2 separate regions of the Zea mays genome follow, and region 2 is linked to region 1. Evidence: chromatin contacts called from public Hi-C data. All regions are on one chromosome and are shown on one strand. The core of a region is the stretch at or near the end of the contact, and the rest is flanking DNA. Distances in the headings are between cores, read along the strand shown.

The links. A called contact is a pair of places that touch in the nucleus more often than the background predicts.
Region 2: a contact with region 1 is called in a Hi-C map of tassel, with 4 times the contacts expected there. The contact joins the promoter of LOC100284845 here to the promoter of LOC103647073 in region 1. A contact is called at or near these places in 6 of 25 Hi-C or Micro-C datasets (bundle sheath, ear, endosperm and 2 more).

What each region holds. Positions count from the first base shown.
Region 1 is chr2:147,114,653-147,121,209 of Zm-B73-REFERENCE-NAM-5.0, forward strand. It overlaps LOC103647073 (polyubiquitin), which reads right to left and starts at 3,578. Exons shown (of 2, transcript XM_008671635.4): 1 at 3,478-3,578; 2 at 2,080-2,910. The coding sequence starts at 2,909. The coding sequence ends at 2,241.
Region 2 is chr2:147,299,314-147,305,870 of Zm-B73-REFERENCE-NAM-5.0, forward strand. It overlaps LOC100284845 (F-box domain containing protein), which reads left to right and starts at 3,474. Exons shown (of 1, transcript NM_001157740.2): 1 at 3,474-5,229. The coding sequence starts at 3,634. The coding sequence ends at 4,590. LOC100279265 (Dcp1-like decapping family) reads right to left here. Exons shown (of 8, transcript NM_001152286.1): 5 at 6,135-6,191; 6 at 5,912-6,035; 7 at 5,234-5,689; 8 at 4,774-5,143. The coding sequence ends at 5,090.

The DNA.
Region 1 (6,557 bases), core at 2,328-4,827:
ACATCCTGTTATGGCCATCCATTGCACAAGCTACACATAAATAGCCCCTAAACTTTCCTATTACAAATGTGTTGTCCATATCTAAATAAGGCCTACATCCTTGCAAAAATCCAAGAATGCATGGTTTCATTGCAAAAAGAGCCTCTAGAACCTTATCTTGTTATTGATTGTGTGATGATCAATGACAACTGAACTACGAGGAGATGATTCTTCTATTTGTTTCTTGAACCTATATAGGTTATCAAAAGTCTTATCGCAATCACCAAACAACTGAGTCATGGCTACTTCTTTCCCATGGTAAACCCTATTGTAGGGCACTAGTACCTTGAATTTATCCTTTAACTTCCCTTGTAAAGCCTGTGGTCCTAACTTTGGATTGTCTATTAACCAATCTTTCACCTTATCTGCAACCCAGTGCTTGGTAACACGCTTCACCTTCTCATTTCTCCTAGTGCTTTTATAGTCATGACCGTATGGGTTCCTCTTCACCTACACTTACAACATATACAACCAGTAAACTTCAAAAAAATCTACAACTACAAAAAGGATACATAATACACAACTTACCTTCACTATAACATTATCACCCATTGTAGAAGCATGAATCCTCCACTTACACCCGTCAATCCTCCCACTACAATAGGCCTGGTACCTCCATGGTTCACTCTTCTCAATGTTATACTCAAACTCTTTTTTGATTGAATGAGTAATTAAAGCTGACATAAATGCATTCATGTTTTCATATATGCTGCCTACTTCCATATGTGGGTCAGACTTGTCATACACTACTTCTGGCATGTGAGGAGGAACACTATCTTTCACCATTTCATCCTCATCATATACACTAGATCCATTAGATTCATCATCAGAATCAGTTCTAGGTACATAGTCCTCATCTTAGTCTGCTTTTGACTGATGCATTTGTCCAAGATCAATAACAAACCCCCTTCATCAACACCTACATGCTCATTTTTTGGTTTAGGGTTTTGTAGGTATTTCTCATCAAAGTCAGTGGATACCTTTGGTTGAGTGGAAGCATCAGACTGTTGGGTATAATCACTAGCATAGTGGTATGTCTGGAGGGTTAGCACTAGGATGATGACGAGCAATGGACATATAACAGGTCTTACTAAATGCATGTTTCTGGAACATTTTAAGTAGGTTTTGGTCATTGACACCTCAATGTTTGCTTCGATTGAACAGAGTAGTAATATAGTTTGGCTACTTCTCCATAAGAACATGGGTACTTCCTCAACATTTCGTCCAAATATCTTCGAAATTGGTAGTATCAAAGTCAACAACCTAAGTATGCAGAAACATGCAAATCGTGCATTTGTGGCAATTATCCTAAATTCTAGTTTGAAGGAACTTTCCGGGTCCATCCTATAGATAAACACAAAGTAATTTGGGTCACCAACAACGCAGGCTACAGCTAAATGGTGTGTCCTTCTCTAGTGTGTCCTTCTCCAACATGTCCTTCCCGAAAAACAGCAAAATGGTAGAGACAAGAGCAGGAACAAGAGTTGGAGAACATACCCATCGGGAAGCCATGAAGGACGCTTGTCTACCTTCGCCGGTGTCGTTCTCCCTCGCCATTCCGGCCTCCATTCCTCTTCCATGGATCCATGTCCAAGATCTAATCGCACATGGTCTAGGGATTGAGTGTGGAGTGGGCGCCGCCGTGGTCTAGGATTTCAGAAGGGAAAGCTGTGTTCGGGGGAGAGGAGGGGGGAGAACTGAGGGGAGGAGAGAATTGAGTTGTGTTTAAGTCGCAAGGGCAAAATCGCCATTTAGGCACACTTAACAGGACATAACGACACCTTTGGGTAACAAAGCTAACAACAGCGGCGCTTAAGGATAAAAAATTGCTTTCTAATGGCACCGAAGCAGTGACAAATTTTTGAGTGGTTCGTCTCATATCTTTTATAATGGCTTCAAAGGAATTGTCTCTTAATAGAAACGTGTCACGCACGTTAAAAAATGGCGCTGCATGCTTGGAGACACGCGCAAGTTGAAGCTGCTGACTAGCTATATTTGTAAATAAAAAAAAACTCTTGATATAAGATGTCACACACTGACGTACCACAATAAAAACTTTTACTGATGACAGAACTCTCCTGGTAAGAAAGACCTTTAGCTAAATGACACGGCATCCCTATAATTAATGATACTTTTTACTGATAACAAACCACTAGTAGTAATATTGAATGACCATGCATGCATGCATGGCATCAGTCTCATCACCAGCCACAAAGGCAAAGCATCAGATGGAGGGTTTCCTCCTTCTGGATGCCGTAGTCCGCCAGGGTGCGTCTGCCCTCAAGACGCCTGCCGCGAAAGATGATGCGCTGTTCTAGGGGTGGGATGCCCTCCATTTCATAGATCTTCACCGTGATACTGTTGACGGTATCTGAGCTGTCGACCCTAACAGTGGTGGTCTTTCCGTTTTGCATCTTCACAAAGATCTGCATTGCGTCACTTGTACTTGTACATGGGTGGATGACAAGGAGAAGCGTGGACTCGTTGCAAATGTTGTAGTCCGCCAAGGTGTACTTGCCCTCTAGCTGTTCGTCGCCAAAGATGAGGCATTGCCGACCCTTGGGAAATCCCTCGTTGTATTCAATCTTGTCCTTTATGATGTCAATAGTATCTAAGCTATCAACATCAAGAGTGATGGTTAGGCCTTTTAGCGTCTCCTTCACATAGATTTGCATCTTTTCTTGGAGGTCAAGCGTGGATTGATGCTGGATGTTATAATCAGCCAGTGTGAGGTTATCCTCCATCTGCACTCCTTCAAAGACAAGGTGGTATTTTTCTAAAATCTTTTTCTTAACTGTATGCAAGGTATCGTCAGGTTGGACCCTGAGGCAAATCATCTTGCCGCTGGGGCTCCTCACGAAGATCTGCATTCTGAATGAGCACACCCACCAAACATCATCAGTTGTTTTAATGTAGACAAAAAGAATGCTTTGATACAACTTTTAATTATTTGAGCTATACAACAATGCACAAAAAGCGCCAACATTTCCAATAGGCACCACCTTAAAAATAACATGGCTCACATTGAAGAGAGAAACTGAATGTGTTAGTTCACATTTTTGCTGAATACACTTTCTACTTGCCAGCCAGAATGCATCGATCTAATTGGAAAACAAAATTTGCAGCAATGCAGCCCTTCGTATGAACCAGCAACTGAATTCAACAGAAGACCCTTTCATCTTTCTTCTGTTTAGGCTATAGAACAATTAATATCCAAAAAAACAACAACTCAAACAGGTTGTAGAAGAAGATAAATTGAGAGTCCTCACAACGAATCATTTGAGACGAGACACAGATTCCAGCCAATACTCCAGTAATCCTACTACCTGACACAGTGACACTGACACTACGCTTGCTATATATAGAGAGATCACCGGACACCGGTACCACAAATACGAATAAGACTGCTAGTATAGAGATTAGAGCTACCTCGTATACCTAAAGCCCACAAAGACGGCTTGTTCCTCGGATCCGTGGGCGTTCTTCGTTCCGCCGGAGTGCCCAGAGAGATGGAAATTGAAGTGGACGGGCGATGACTTAGCTAGGGTTGGTGATAAGATGCATTTTATAGTCGATCGTGCTGGGCTGCTGGCTGTTTGGATATGGGCCAGGCCGGGGCGGCGTCTCTCCATACACATATTTTCATGTACGTAATATCCAAAAGGAAAACTAGCACTCACATTTAATATATAGTCCATCGTGCTGGGCTGCTGGCTGACTTCGACGCTCATTATTTAATTGGATATGGGCCAGGCCGGGGTGGCGTCTCTCCATACACATATTCTCAAATACTCCGTTACATAATAGAGTTCGTTTTACCATTTGCTTTTTTTATCTACTATATTTAAATAAATGATAATAAATCTAGACATATTTATAAAACAGATACACTTGTTATTGTATAGATCCAATAAAAGACTAAAACGAATTTTAATTTGGAATAAAGAGAGTACGTAATATCCAAAAGGAAAACTCCAACCCGCACGCCACGTGTTAAGATGAGCGCGCGACCGAGCCTGGTCTACCTTTGGCCTGCTAGTCGTGGCCCACTCCACTTCGTATTCCTCTTCCAGCCCTCATTGTCGTCGCCGAGGAGCCGAGCCTAGAGAGCAGGCGGAATGTGGGGGAGCAGCCGATGGCAAAGTCGCCTCCAGGCGGGGTGGTGGTTGATGCCGGCGGGGCATAAGGTTAGGATTTCGGGTTGGGTTCCATTATTCACTAGCTTAGAGGGAGGGTTTTAAGGCGGCGATGGTTTGGCGGTGGAGTCGGTTTGGTCGCCGGTCAGGCAGGTTCGGACAACTAGTGGGCGGTTGTGGGCAAAATTGCTTATTTGGGTTCTTATATGTTGCTTCTCAATAAAATACCCCACTAACATTGTCAATAGCTAAAATACCCCACAAATACGAGTGCCTCTCGCCGAATTACGCCACCATTAGCCTGGCCTTGGTACATTACAATTATACCCCTGTTAATCACCCTATTAACGCAATATCTCTCGTCCTCACCTTCTTGTTGGTGCCGATCCGCGCGCCAATCACATCGATGAATATCAGTTGCGGTGCCCTCTACGAAGGTGCAGACGGTCCGAGGCCGAGGGCCGGACGGTCCGCGACCTGGCGCCAGAGCTAGGGTTTCTGTCTGACGAGCCGGACGGTCCGCGCATGCATAGGGGCGGCGGAGTTCACCGAACAGCGCTAGGATCTCGCTCCCTGGAGGGATCCCATTGTGGAGGAGAGATCCTAGGGTTTGTCTTGGGATCGGCAGGCCACCCAAGACGCCTCTAAACGACGTAGAGCCGGAGAGAGGTGAAGATTAGAGAGAGGAATCTAAGTTATTGTATACTCTTAGGGCAAAAAGTAAAGAACGGAAGATAATTTTATTGTTTGATCTATTGTTGGTTGTTCAATTGGCCATACCGCTTCAAATATATAAGGGGGGAGGTCTAAACCCGTTCCTAGGAGTTCTCCAACAACTCACGTGGGATTAGAGGGCTAAACACGCGAGGAGATTGGAGTTTTAACCGCCTGATTCAATCTATTCGGACCGTTCGCACCTATGGGCGGACCGTCCAGCCCTGTCCACTGCCACAAATGGTGCTCAACACATGCCTCCCTGCCTTTTGGAGAAGTTGAGCGAACCAAAAGCACTAACATAGGCTGGAACTAACTCGATGTGATCACATCGGTTCTCTTAGGCATCTTGCCACACACTAGGATGGTATTGCTTTAGGAAACACCTGGTTAGTGCCTTGGGCAAGCCTTCGCCTTGTAATGTTTGCAACAAGTAGGTGTTACAAGACATTACTGTTGGGGCCATGCTTCGTCGCCGAAGGTCCTGCAGGAAGAAACACCTTCGACAAATTCGTTTAAACATAGTGTCGAAGCTACCACTCATGAAGCTTCGGTACTATAACGTATCTGAAGACGAAGGTTCGAACCGACTTAAAAATGAAATGACTTCTTAGTCCATAAGGGTGCATGATTGTAATTTCTCACAGGCTGCGTCATATGCCTATAAATAGATGAACAGTACTCCTTTACTGTTCACGCAATCCTATAATCATTGACGCATCACACTGGAATTATTGTTCTTTGTCAAGGCAAATGTATAAATGTACTTGAATATTATGTTTTAATATTTAAGTTTGTATAATAAAATATATGTTTAATAATATCTGTCATTGGTATAAATTTCTTTAATTTTTCATATTCTAGCATTGTTTATATTGTTCTATAGAGCTAATCACGAAGGTAAGACCTTCGTGATATTTTGCTTACGGTCTTCGTCCGAAGTTCATTATATCCAAAGGGAGATAATGCTTCAGCGGACGAAGGGCATTAACGTTTAACATTTTATGTTGCCTTGTTCTTAATTCATAGCATTTGAGAACAAGTCCCCAACATTGGCGCCCACCTCTGGTGAACTCACTTTCACTTGTTTGAGCTGATGGCTTCGTTCCACAACCAAGCTGGAGCTGCTTCGGCTCCGAAGCTGGTGCTCCCGATAACAGGCGGTTCATGTTCAGAGCCAGCTAACAAGAAGCAGAAGAAGGAGGCACAGAGAAGGGTACAACATGTCGGGGTGCAAGGACCCTTTATCAAGTCAAGATGGTCCCACATCCCAATTACCTTCTCTCAAGAGGACCTTCAGCTCAAGGATTACCCTCACAATGATGCTATGGTTATTTCTTGTGTTATCAAAGGATTTCTGGTTCACAATGTTCTAGTTGACATAGGCAGTGCAGCGGATATTATATTTGCTAAGGCCTTCAGACAAATGCAAGAGCTCGAAGATAAGATCCATGATGCTACACATCCCCTTTGTGGCTTCAGAGGAAGGCAGATTGTAGCACTCGGCAAGATTACCATGCCAGTGACCTTCGGATTTGTCAACAATACAAGGACTGAGCAAGTTGTGTTTGACATTGTCGACATGGAATACCCTTACAATGCAATCATTGGTCGCGGAACACTCAATGCTTTCGAAGCAGTTCTTCATCCAGCATATCTTTATATGAA
Region 2 (6,557 bases), core at 2,224-4,723, 180 kb after region 1:
AGCTTCGAAAATTTCATGAAACTGTTCTCTAGTTTCAGTTTTTTAATGTAGAGCTCGTGGAGCTAGACCTGTTTGATAGAAGAAGCTGAAATAGACTTGAAATTCTTGAAATAGAGCTCTTCCAAACAGTACCTAAATCCCATCCTATTCAAATTTGAATAGAAGGTGATTTAATCCCCTCCAATCACTCTCAATCCACCTCTAACCGAACAAGCCCTAATATGGCAACCAGCATGTGTGGGTCTCTTCACGACCACGGCGACGACGACGCCATCAAGCGTTTTTGGCGTGTCGCCCTCTCTGGCGATTCTCACATGTGCACACACATAGGCGTCGACATGTATGGTGTGTGCATCCGGTGTCAACCCACCAAGAAGGTAAGTGTTGGGGGCCTTCGTCCTTAGAAGGTCCTCAAAACACTAATTAACCATTGTTTCCTAATACATCTCTAAAAGTATGTGGTGAGTGCGGGCAGGGCCCCGACGAGACGGCCATCTACGTGGAGAGTGCACATGAGAGACAAACGGGAGATTGAACTAGAGGAAATTGTGGCATCGAGCTCGGCGCCGCTTTAGTGCTAGGCCACCGTCACTACCGATGATATGTCAAGCACATATGATGTGAGTCATGACACTAGGACATGTTAACCTAATTGTTAGAGAGATATGGTGTAGAATTAGATGATTGATTGATATGCAAAAGGGGTTACATATATAGGGGCAGCAGCCCCCAGGGAGAAACCTAAGTGTTGGCTAAGAGGGAGATGCGGCAACACTAGGTGCCAGGCGCGACCATAGGACCTTACGCAGAAAGATGTCCCAGCCCACCTTAATACATATACATCAAATTCTAACACCCCTGTAGTCGAAGCTCTAGCCACAACAGATGTTGAGACTGGACTGAAACTCCAAAAACACCGTAGAGGGGAGGCCCTTCATGAAGATGTTCATGAACTGTGATGTCATTGGGATATGGAGGGCATGGACATGACCGATGGCGACCTTCTCTCGAATGAAGTGGAGATCAATCTCCACATGCTTCATTAGCGGATGTTGGATGGGGTTGCTATAGAGGTAGATGGTGCTGATGTTATCGCAGTAGACGAGGGTGCTCCGCATTGAAAGGGAAATATGTTATATAGCCATTTCTACCTATTTTGGTGATTAAGTGTCCAATACACCACGATGGACTAACTAGTTTGATATGAGTATGAGCACAGGTCTACTTGAAGGCAATTTGAAGGTTCTTAAGTCCTAAAGAACTGAACTGGAGGCTAGAAAGTGCTACTTTCGGTAAAAGGGTAAAACCATAAGGTTTGATTGCTTAGATAAGTTGCATATGTGTCATACTATGTTTCTAGCACTTTTGTTTGATCTCTAACTCAATTCTATAGTTTGATCCATAATGCAAATCCTAATGAAACTATGGTGAAAAGGTCAGTTTTCTCTACGAGAGTGGTGCGGTTCCATTTTTTATTTCAAGAGCGCAGTGGCTCCATTTCAGATTTCGAGAGCAGAGTGGAATCCGTCCATTTTCTGTTTAGACCCACCTATTTTTTGGAGCGATCTTGTCATGAATCTGATAGAAATATTCCTAATTTAGGGCTAGTTTGGAAACTTAAATTCCCCTCCAGGATTCCTGGTGATTGAGTGAGAAAATGATCCAGAGGGAATGTAAGTTTCCAAACTAACCTTTAGAGTTGCTTCACTTCGACAGCTCTGTTCGTTCTCTAACCAAACGTAGAATGGAATGAATATATCCCACCTCGCTCCCTAACCAAACTGACTATTGGTCACTTGCTTTTGATTGTTGTATAGAACCAAAAACAAGGCAACACAGTGTTAAACAGTAGGGATCTTCGTCCTTAAAGTATTATCTCTTCGGGATAATAGCTTTAGGACAAAGATGGTGATGGACACTTCGGAATGCCAAAGACATGAGTTAACACATTACATGTTCTTTCCTTCATTTAACTTTGATCTGAAGGTTATATGGAGGAAGGAAATAACAAACAGAAGACTTGTGCATCTTTTAATCGTAATAGAAAGTGTGAATAATAAAAGATAAATTTGACTTATCTGTGTATCCGTCTCAAATATCATTCCTTATAAAATGATAAACGTTTACTAGCATACCTTCGGTTTCACACAAATGAGAGCTCGAAGTAAATCTTAGAAACTGAACAAGGGAGAGTTCTTTTCCTTCTATTTTCTCCAAAAAAAAGGTGCCCTATACATGATACTGTTCATCCATTTATAGGGGAGAGGTACAACTTCGTGTGAAATTACAATTATGTCCACAAAACTTGTATATATGATATACAAACGACACAAGGGTAGTATTGACTTCTATTTTTATCATCTTGACAACAAAATCTTGTGAACACCTTCTTTCAGCCTTGTTTGACTTCTGTCATCGTCTTCATGTATTATCATGACAAAGCTAATGCCTTTATCATTTTCTTAATTTATTCCGAAGGTGGGTACCGCTGAAGATGATACTGCCGAAGCACATGTGATACTTAGAGATGTATCGAAAAATAATGGTTAACTTATGTTTTTTAGACATTCGAAAGACGAAACCCAATACTGACCATAAAAATTGTTCATTAATGGCAGAACGGGGACCAAATAAGCATGTTCATGTACTGCTTTGCTGCTCATAAACACGCACATGCCAAATCCCAAACTCGACCGCGGCAGGTCGGCCGTTCACGGGCGGCGGGTCGGAGCAATCCGATCCCTTCCTTGCCCTGCATCCGCCAATGCACCCTTCTGTAGCAGAGGGCGACGCCCGAGCCGCCCGCAATGGCTGCGTGCACCTACAAGCTTTTGCCTTTCTGTTCTCATGTTACGTTAGGAGTACGTGACGGGCAGACCGGAGACCACCGGCCACCGCGCGCACGGTTGGTTGGTTGGTTCACTGCACGACGTGGTACCACTAGTAGGCTAGGCAGGCAGGCAGGAAGGAAGGAAGGCTTCGTCATCCACCTCAGCCGGTCAGCCCTCAACCCCAATTTACACGTCGGCCGGTCAAAGGCGCGCGCCGTACATTGGCCGCGGTCGACGCTCGCCGTGGCCCACGCGCCCGCGACAACGACGACGGGCGCGGTGAGATGGTGGGCGGGAGCCGTCGCTGTCGCCATCGTCAGACAAGAGAAGCTTCAGTTCGTCCTGTGTCATAAACAAAACGGAAAGAAAACCCGTCGTAGCGGACTTTTCGCGGAGCTTGCTTTCCTGGAACGCAAAGGCCACCGCGAGAGCGAGAGCGAGCTACTAGACGCCTGCCTTCACCTGCACGATGCACTGCGCCGTGGCTTCTCGTCAGCTCTCTCTGCCGCGTCCCCATGCAGCTGCTACCGGTGGGTCGAGGCATGCACTCACATCACAGGGCACAGGCACAGAAACACCTCGCTTTCTCGCCCTCCCCCTAGATACCCATTTATAAACCAACGAACAAGCCAGTAGCTAGCCAAATCCTTGCTGCCCTCCCTCCTCCGACGCCGGAGGCCATCAGAAACGCGCGTGCGCGCCCGCGCAACCACCACCACAACCCCTTTCCTATCCACGTTCTCCGGCCTCGCTCCTACTGTCTCCCGGTCGGCCGCCCACCGGCCATCGTTCGTCTCATCCCATGGGTGTTGGGGCGATGGAAGCCTCTTCTCCGGCCGGCGACGACGTCGGCGGCACGGGCATCGAGGACCTCCCGGCGGACGTCCTCGCCCTCGTGCTCCGCCGCCTGGATGGCGCGTCGCTGGCGGCGGTCGGCTGCGCGAGCTCCGGCCTCCGCAGCCTCGCCACCGACCCGGCCACGTGGCGGGCGCTCTGCTTCGCCATGTGGCCCTCCGTCCGCGACCTGCCCTGCACAGGCCGCGTCGACGGCGGTCACCGGGCGCTCTTCGCCGACGCCTTCCCCTTCCCGTGCTCGGTCTCCCCTCCCACGCCGCCGCAGCCCCTGCCCGCGCGCCTCGTGTCGGCCGTCGACCTGCGCCACGCGGGGGTCTGCGTCCTGTCGCGCGTCGTGGAGACGGACGCCGCCTCCGACTGGTTCCTGGGCGCGCCGTTCCGCGTCGACGCGCTGCTGCAGGAGGGCTTCACGTCGCCGGCCGCCGCGGCGATCGCGCCGGCCGACCTCGAGCTCAGCTGGGTCCTCTTCGACCCGGCCACCGGCCGCGCGCTCAACGCGTCCAGCCGCCGCGCCGTGGCCGTCGACCGCAAGTGGCTCACGGGGGACACCGTGGCGCGCTTCGCCGTCGTGCTCGGCGGCGGCGTCGCGCTCGACGCCGCCGTCACGTGCGACGAGCGCCGCGGCCACGTCCGGGAGGTCAGCCTGCGCGTCGAGGACGCCGACGGCGCCGGCGTCAGCGGCAGGGACGGGCTGGCCGCCGTCGCCGCCGCCATGGCCGCGCCCAGGCGGGGGTGCCGCGGCGCGGCGGAGGACGTGGCCAGGCTCAGGTACGAGGAGTTCGTCAGGGGGAAAAGGGCGCGCAAGGAGTCGAAGGCCAGGCGCGAGGGCATCCTTGATCTCTGCTGCTCTGGCGTCGGCGCCGCCGCCTTCCTCGGCTTCCTGGTCATGCTCACGTTCCGGTGAACTCGTCCGATTCGGCCCGCCCGGGCATTCGGGCATCGCGAACACCACAACCACTAGAGAGTGCCGTTGACATGTACAGTGTAGTTCAGGGAATGTGAATATGATTGGGTTGTAGGTTATACGGTCGCCTGTCAAACAACAGGGAAAGTCAGCATCATATCTCTCTTTTTTTCTCCTTTTCCAGAAAGCGAAGTTAATAAGAATTAAAAAAAAACTTCTAGAATCTCAGTGCTGTAATTTGTCCACGCCAAAGCACATCAAATTCCAACGTTCTTGAACAGGCTAGTTTTACTTCCGCTTCTCACACTGCCAACACGGATATTTGGAACCAAGGGACCCCACAGATACTACCAACCATTCCTATAGTACTCTACACCAATACACTAACACAAACCTATACAATAGTACGGGAAGGGAAGCATGCAAAAAAGTCAAAGGAAAATTACAGGCACATTCTTGCCACGAGCCAGAAAACTCCCGACAAGACTAAGCAAGCAGCCTATACAAGTGATCTCTGCAATTCCCGGCACACCAGATCAACGAACTCGTCGCTCTGTCAGGCATTTGGTGAGAGTTAGAGAAAATGATGATACCGATCCAAAACAGTTGTACCCTGTATGTTTTCAGTGTGGACAATTTTTACCTGAACAAGTCTCTGTAGAGCGTCTTTGACTCTATCCCTTGTAACAGTAAGTCTATCACTGTGTGAGGGGTTAAGGGAAGGAGGTGGAGTGGGCGGTGGAAAGGGCTGGAGCAGTGGGGTGCCATACTGAGAACGTTGAATAGATGCCGCCGAAGTGGGATGAAGAGGTGGCGCAGTAGGAACCACAGATGCACCCGGCGGAGCCAGTGGAGCTGAAGAGGATGGTGGAGGCGCAAAGAAATCTGGTGTCACAAGATTTGTTGGCCGGCTAGTGTGGGCATTAGTTCCATGGACGGGCAATGGTGAAGCTGTTGAAGCTACTGAAGGGGGCAGTTGATGTGTTGAAGCAGCAGATGGAACGATCAATGGCACATGGGAAGATGGGATGCTCTCAGTAGATGGGTGCACTCTTCCAGACGGTTGTGCGTTTGATACACTTCCAATGCTAGCAGCGCCCTGCAGATATGTTGGAAAAGCAATCTCAGCGTAGTTAGACACAACAGATATTATGTGATGCAGCATATATCCAACCATGAATGCAGCGAACTTATGTGCATACATCAACCGAGAAGCTAAAATGGTCATTGAGTACAGAATGCAGATAAATGGGGATATACCATTCAATCAAAATGAAAGTAAAATGGGATGAAATAGCTGGTAGTTGACAGTTGAGCATACACTGAAGTAACTGATTAATGATTCATCAGGGGTATCAAGGACTACAGCGGCAGACGCTGGCGGAGGTTCAAGGGGGCCGTCTATAGCAGCAGATGTAGGAACAGCCTCCAGTTCCTCAAACTCACTGTGGCCATGAAAGAAACTTCAGCACAATTGATAATATATAATTCAAAGGAAAGAATGGAGGTGTTTGAATCCAAGAGACTAGAAACGAGTAATAGACCTTTTTGTGGAAGGCACTTTAGGTTTTGGAGGTACTTTGGCGTAAGCATTCAGTATCCTGCGAATACAATTGAGCAGCAAACTGTAAACAACCTGCCCACATAATTCTAATCAAGAAGTTCACGCTGCATCCTTAGATACAATTGTTCTTTTCAAAAAAAGGAACAAGTGTGCCAAAGGTTATGCCAAAATGGTCATAATGCCCTGTCCCACGATTTTTAAGTAGTGCATGATACTGGTCGTTTTGTAGAAGTATGAGGGGAACATGACATCACCATGACATCCTGAGGTACATTTTTTAGCAAAGGCATCCTGAGATGCAAATTTTTTTTAAAAAAAAAGGGGGGCAGATGTGAAAATGATTATGCTAAAATAATCACAATCCCATATATGCATACATTTTAAGTAGAGCACGATACTAGCT